Regions from separate parts of the Mus musculus genome. Here region 1 is linked to region 2. The links are chromatin contacts, called in public promoter capture Hi-C maps. All regions are on one chromosome and are shown on one strand. Each heading gives the region's core, a stretch centred on a gene start, on an enhancer-like site or on the middle of the called end of the contact. The rest is flanking DNA. Distances are from core to core; before and after follow the strand shown. Region 1 overlaps Esr2 (estrogen receptor 2 (beta)). Region 2 holds the start of Syne2 (spectrin repeat containing, nuclear envelope 2).

Region 1 (2,700 bases), core at 87-2,586, 330 kb before region 2:
GGGTCTTAACTATCCCTCTCTTCTTAAAAAGATTTAATTTTGCTTTGTCTAGATGAGTGTTTTGCCTTTATGCATGTCTGTGCACCATGTCCATACAGTGCCCACGTAGGTCAGAAGAAGTCATTAGATCCCCTAGAGCTGGAGTCACCCTGCGGGAGCTGGGAACTGGTACTGGGTCCTCTGCCAGAGCAGCGAGCATCCTTAACCACTGTGCCAGCTCTCCAGGGCCTAGTCCTCCTCCCTTTATGCCTGGCAGGTTTCTGCTTTTCTGTAAATCCTCTGGTCACATTTGTCCTTCTCTACTGTCCTTAAAAAAATTTGAAATGGGGGCTGGAGAGATGGCTCAGCAATTAAGAGCACTGACTGCTCTTCTAGAGGTCCTGAGTTCAATTCCCAGCAACCGCATGGTGACTCACAACCATCTGTAATGAGAACCAATGCCCTCTTCTGGTGTGTCTGAAGACAGCTACAGTGCATTCATATACATAAAATAAATAATCTATCTTTAAAAAATTTAAAACATATATACATACACATTTAAATTAAAAATTACTTATTTCCCCCTCCCCACTTCCCCAAAAACCATGGCCTTTTTGTTGTTGTTTTACACACACACACACACACACACACACACACACACACACACACACACACACTGTTCAGTTCATTCAGTGTTACTTTTATGTATATGGTTTCAGAGCTGACCTCTTGGTTGGCAGCTTTTCCCTGGGAAAGACAATTTTTCCCAGTCTTAGCATGCTTAGTTGCCTGAGGTTCTTTGTCTATGGGAGGGGTCGCAGGAGATGTCCCCTTTCCACATTAGCATGCCTATGGGTGTTGTACTGGCTCAGGCCTTGTTTACCATATTGTTGAGGTCTCCTAGATATGGCATCCCTGTCACTTTTAGGAGCCATTCTCACGGTAAATTTCTTGGTCCTCTGTTTCTACAAGTTTTCTGCCCCACCTTCACCAATGTTCCCTGCCTTGTGTGCAGGGTTTGTGCTGTAGGTGTATCCACTGGGGCTGAGCACCCCACCAGTTTTTGTTCTCTGCTTTCTGATCAGCTGTGAACTTCTGTAATCGTCTGTCTATTGTAAAATGAAGTTTCATTGATGAATGGTGAGGACTAAGGTTATCTGTGGGTATAAGGATAGACATTGGCTCCAATCCGGTTTCATCCGGTTCTCCCACCGCCCCCTCGACAACGGGGTCGCAGAAGTTCGTGTGGTGGTAGCAGCGGTGGCGGCTTGGCAGTGCGGCTCCACGGTGACAGATCCCACCACGCGTCTCCCACCCCCGCCACGATGCCCAAGAGGAAGGTTAGCGCGGATGGAGCGGCCAAGGCGGAGCCCAAGCGCCGCTCCGCGAGGTTGTCGGCCAAGCCTGCCCCTGCCAAGGTGGACGCAAAGCCGAAAAAGGCCGCGGGAATGGATAAAGCATCAGACAAAAAAAGTGCAGATAAAAGGGAAGAGGGGAGCGAAGGGCAAACAGGCTGACGTGGCTGACCAGCAAACCACAGAGCTGCCTGCAGAAAATGGAGAGACGGAAAACCAGAGTCCAGCCTCTGAAGAAGAGAAAGAAGCTAAGTCCGACTAAGCATCCTTCACGTCTGTCAGTGGGCCCGCCTCCCTTCTTGTACAATCCAGAGGAATATTTTTATCAACTATTTTGTAAATGGGAGTTTTTTTAGTAGCTCTAGAAACATTTTTAAAAGGTGAGGGGATCCCACCTCATTCCATTTTTTAAGTGTAAATGGTTTTTTTTTAAGAGGTTAAATCATTTGCTGGTTGTTTATTTTTTGGTACAACCAGAAAATAGCAGGATACTGAATCAGGAGAGGCTGTGACTGTCTCGGGGGTCACCATAACATTCCGTAGATGGGGCTAGTTTTATATCCTTTAATACAAAGCATACTAAATGGCAATCTGGCATCCCAGTAGTGCATTTGTGTCTGGAATATTTTCAGTTCTATCTGGTCTCGTGTTTCTAGTAGAACCATTTTGTAAGAAAGCCAGTCCTTGGCCTTTGCCCTGTCAGAACTGTGATGTCTGTGGCCATGGCAGTCCATCTTCCTATAATAATAATAGTGATAATGTGCTGTGAAAGATGGAAGTCCTGAGTCTGTTCTGTGTGTGGCGTAACATTGTGAATTGGTGGGCTGAGGATTACAGGCATTTGGTTGTTATGAGAGGTCTTAGGGGAACTTGCAGAGTCAATGGAACAAGTTCAAAGAAAAACAATACGTAGCTCTTCATTTGTGTACATGAACACAATGTGACTTCAGAGTTTGGGTACGTGAACACAGTATATGGCTCTTTTTGGGTACGTGTAATAAGAATTGGAATGTCTGTACTCTGCTCCTTGACTGATAAAATCTGTTGTGAAAAAAAAAAAAGGATAGACATTTAGAATGCAGTTAGGACTGTATAGACTACTGCTCTAGGAAAGCGGGGCAGTGGTACAGTCTCCTCTAAGATCTATAACCTCTCTAGCCTCAGGCGGATGGGTGGGTCTTCTTTCCAATCTTGAAGGACCTGGAATTCTGCATTCACCCAAGATCAATCTTACTGCACTTACTTCCTTTTTGATTTATGAATCATATCTCTTACCTTAATTATTTTTGTTATTTCTGATCCTGCCCTTTGGCGGAAGTATTTAGATGTTTTTTAAACAGTGAAAGGACACACACTTTTGCCGGGT
Region 2 (2,700 bases), core at 66-2,565:
CATGATGGCGTTTACTGGAACGGGAGCTGCGAGGAGGCCAGGTCTGCTTAACTGTGCCCCCACCCGAACATTCGAGCTCAGCCACAGAATTACCTCCAGCAAGAGCTTTGGGGGATGGAAACTTTTAGGGAAGCAGGTGGAGTTGCTTCAAATAAAACTTTTCAAACATTTGTTAAGTCCCACGGTTACTGAGAGCCTCCCCGGTTTGCCTCGAGCTACTACATGGTGCCTGTGCACAACCGCGCCTGCTGCCACTCCGTCCCGACGCTCCCTTCCACTAGGGGAGGGGAAAACAACTTTCGGAAATAAGGCGCGTCCACAAAGGCAAGTGTTACACTGGACTTCTCCACCTCCATCTCAGGCAGCGGCTCCTGTGGCCAGCAGCCCTGGATGCAATCCACGGGCCCCCTCCCACACTGGGCATCTTTTCAGACCTCAAGAGAGAGACCGTAAGGAGGACCAGGTGCTACCGTCAGACCCTAAAGGCAATTGTACAGACAACAAAGACCGCAAGCGATCAAAATGGAATTATAATCCCCGCGGTCCCAGCGCCCCCTCTCCGCCCGCCGAGACTCAGGGCCGCCGCGCCCGCCTCTTCTCTTCCAACGCAAGGGTCCCGCGTCCTGTCCACAGTGTGCGCCCCGGCTGCAGGTTCTCCGGTCCCCGGGGCTAGCCTCCCGCCGCCCGTGGTTTTGCAATCTCTGCGCCGCGGCTTCAGTGTTCTAACACCCGGTTCGAAATCTTTCCCGCCCAGGCGTGACGCGAGGAATGCAAACAATCAGCCGAGCGCGCCCGCCTGGACCGGGATAGGGGGACAGTGGGGAGTCCCGGGGCCGAGCTGGGTGCACCCGCGGGCCGGGCCCGGAGGTGACACAAAGAAGCCCGGGACACCAACGCCAATCGCTGGCGCTCGCCGCGATCCCCAGGGTGCCCCGCCCGCCGCTAAGTTTACAGCGCCCCGCGCGCCCCGCTGTCCCCTCCCGGGTGAAGTTTCCCACGGCCCAGCTGGGAGCCGGGCATCCAGAGACTCCCGTGGGCCCCCCGGGCTCCCCGCTGGGCTCTGGGGACTCCGCAGGGCTCGTGCCCGCCTCTTCCCCGCCCTCCCGCTCTCGCAGGGCGCTTTAGGGCGCGGAGCCCCCCGCGGCTGCGCTCACCGTTGTCTGCCCGGCCGGGAGGCGAGGGCCGGAGTTCGACCCGACCTACTCCGCGCCCCCCTCGCCTCGCTGCCTCGATGGCGCCCCTCGATCGCTCTCCCGCTCGCTCTTCCGTGCGGCCGAAGGCTTGCGGCGCAGCCGAGCGCGCTCCGCTCTGGACTGGAGGCTACAGACCACGCCCCGCGCCCTCCCGGCCCGCCCAGTCCCGCGCTCGCCGCCGCCCGGAGCAGCGCACTGGGGGCGGAGCCGCCTCCCTGCGGCCACCGCAACTTTCCCTCCGCCTTACAGACCCTTGCAGGTGGCGGGAGTGAGGAACTAACTCCGAACGCAGGTTCACGAGCCTCCGCCTCCGTGCCTACCCGCAGCTGGAGACAAAGGGGAGGCCGACTCTCCTAGAACACTTTTCAGGCGGGTTTCACTTCTTCACGGTGGGTGGATGCCTAGATCTACAAATCAGCGAGCCGACCGCGATCCGGTCCTTGAACCCAGGTGGAGCCTTAGAGAAACATGGACTTTTCATCGGCTTCTTAAGAGTGTCAGGAAGCCCAGACCTCGACCTCACCTACGGAGGTAAGATAAGGAGGTGCTTATTTAACAATGCAGATAAGTGACACCCCCCACCCTATTTCCCTGTCCCCCCCCCCCCCGCCCCGCGCGTGCCAGCCTGCAGGATGGGCTGAGGAGAGCCGCCTCAAACAACGACATTCAGGAGAAAGTGGGTCCCTGGGAATCTGTCCTGTAGGTGTCAGTTGGATTTTCCAGCAAATTACTCAATCCTGTGAACTCAGGATGACATCACCTGACTCCCACTCGCGTTTCGAGTCGCTGTTATAGTATTAAGACTCTTGAAGTCAGACACCAACGCATCACTTCACTGTTAAATCACAAAGAGGCAGTGGCCTGAGTTTCTATCGCAATCAAATTTAACTTCATGCAAGTCCCGCCTCATGCATATTGTGTAGCTGCAGAATCTTATCTGGATTGCTTAGTGCGCTACTGATGGCCCAAATTAAATGGTAAGGGTCGAAGATTAAAAGTTTGACGACAGTGGGTTCAGCTAATCCATGTTTCCGGGAAACGTAGGTTTTAATTCTATCCACACTCTCCTCTCTGCGAGTATTGAGGTGACACAAGTAAACTGTGAAAATACATGCTTTATTGTCTTTTTTCGCCGTACTATATCTGCATGGCATTTCTTGTATTCTAGGTTCACTCTGACCTTCCAAGTTCTTAGACTATTTGCTATGCATCCCGTAATGGCTTGGTGGGCGGAGCTCGAGGTGTGGTTCAGTGGGTAGCCTGCTTGCCTAGCTTTGATCCTCAGCACTTCATATAAACATGAAGTGATGGTGCCCACTTGTAATCCAACACTCAGGAGGTGGGGACAGGAGGATTGGGAAATCAAGGCTTGCCTCAGCCACATAGCAAGTCTGAGACCACGATGGGGTACAAAAGACTTTCTCAAAAAATATTTTTTCAAATATATATATTTCAAAATAAATATATAGAATTATATTATTTATCACATATTATATATGAATTATAT

Evidence for each region. Promoter capture Hi-C pulls out the DNA fragments that hold promoters and counts their contacts.
Region 1: a contact with region 2 is called in a promoter capture Hi-C map of maxillary cranial neural crest. The contact joins the enhancer-like site here to the promoter of Syne2 in region 2. A contact is called at or near these places in 2 of 39 promoter capture datasets (cranial neural crest and maxillary cranial neural crest), 11 of 115 datasets of contacts at active chromatin or transcription factors (bone marrow-derived macrophages, craniofacial prominence, embryonic limb bud and 4 more) and 1 of 9 other capture datasets (embryonic stem cells).

The regions. Positions count from the first base shown.
Region 1 is chr12:76,151,232-76,153,931 of GRCm38.p6, reverse strand. All of the region lies in intron 4 of Esr2 (estrogen receptor 2 (beta)), which reads left to right. It also overlaps the pseudogene Gm7862. Among named protein-coding and RNA genes, the nearest start is that of Esr2, 25 kb to the left of the region's middle. Within about 2 kb of position 1,336, at least 10 of the 459 cell types and tissues checked have an H3K27ac peak or open chromatin away from gene starts, as enhancers often do.
Region 2 is chr12:75,816,933-75,819,632 of GRCm38.p6, reverse strand. Syne2 (spectrin repeat containing, nuclear envelope 2) reads right to left here and starts at 1,315. Exons shown (of 116, transcript NM_001005510.2): 1 at 1,155-1,315. It overlaps Gm40447 (collagen alpha-1(II) chain-like), which reads left to right and starts at 5. Exons shown (of 7, transcript XM_011244246.1): 1 at 5-136; 2 at 282-1,724. The coding sequence starts at 5. The coding sequence ends at 1,550.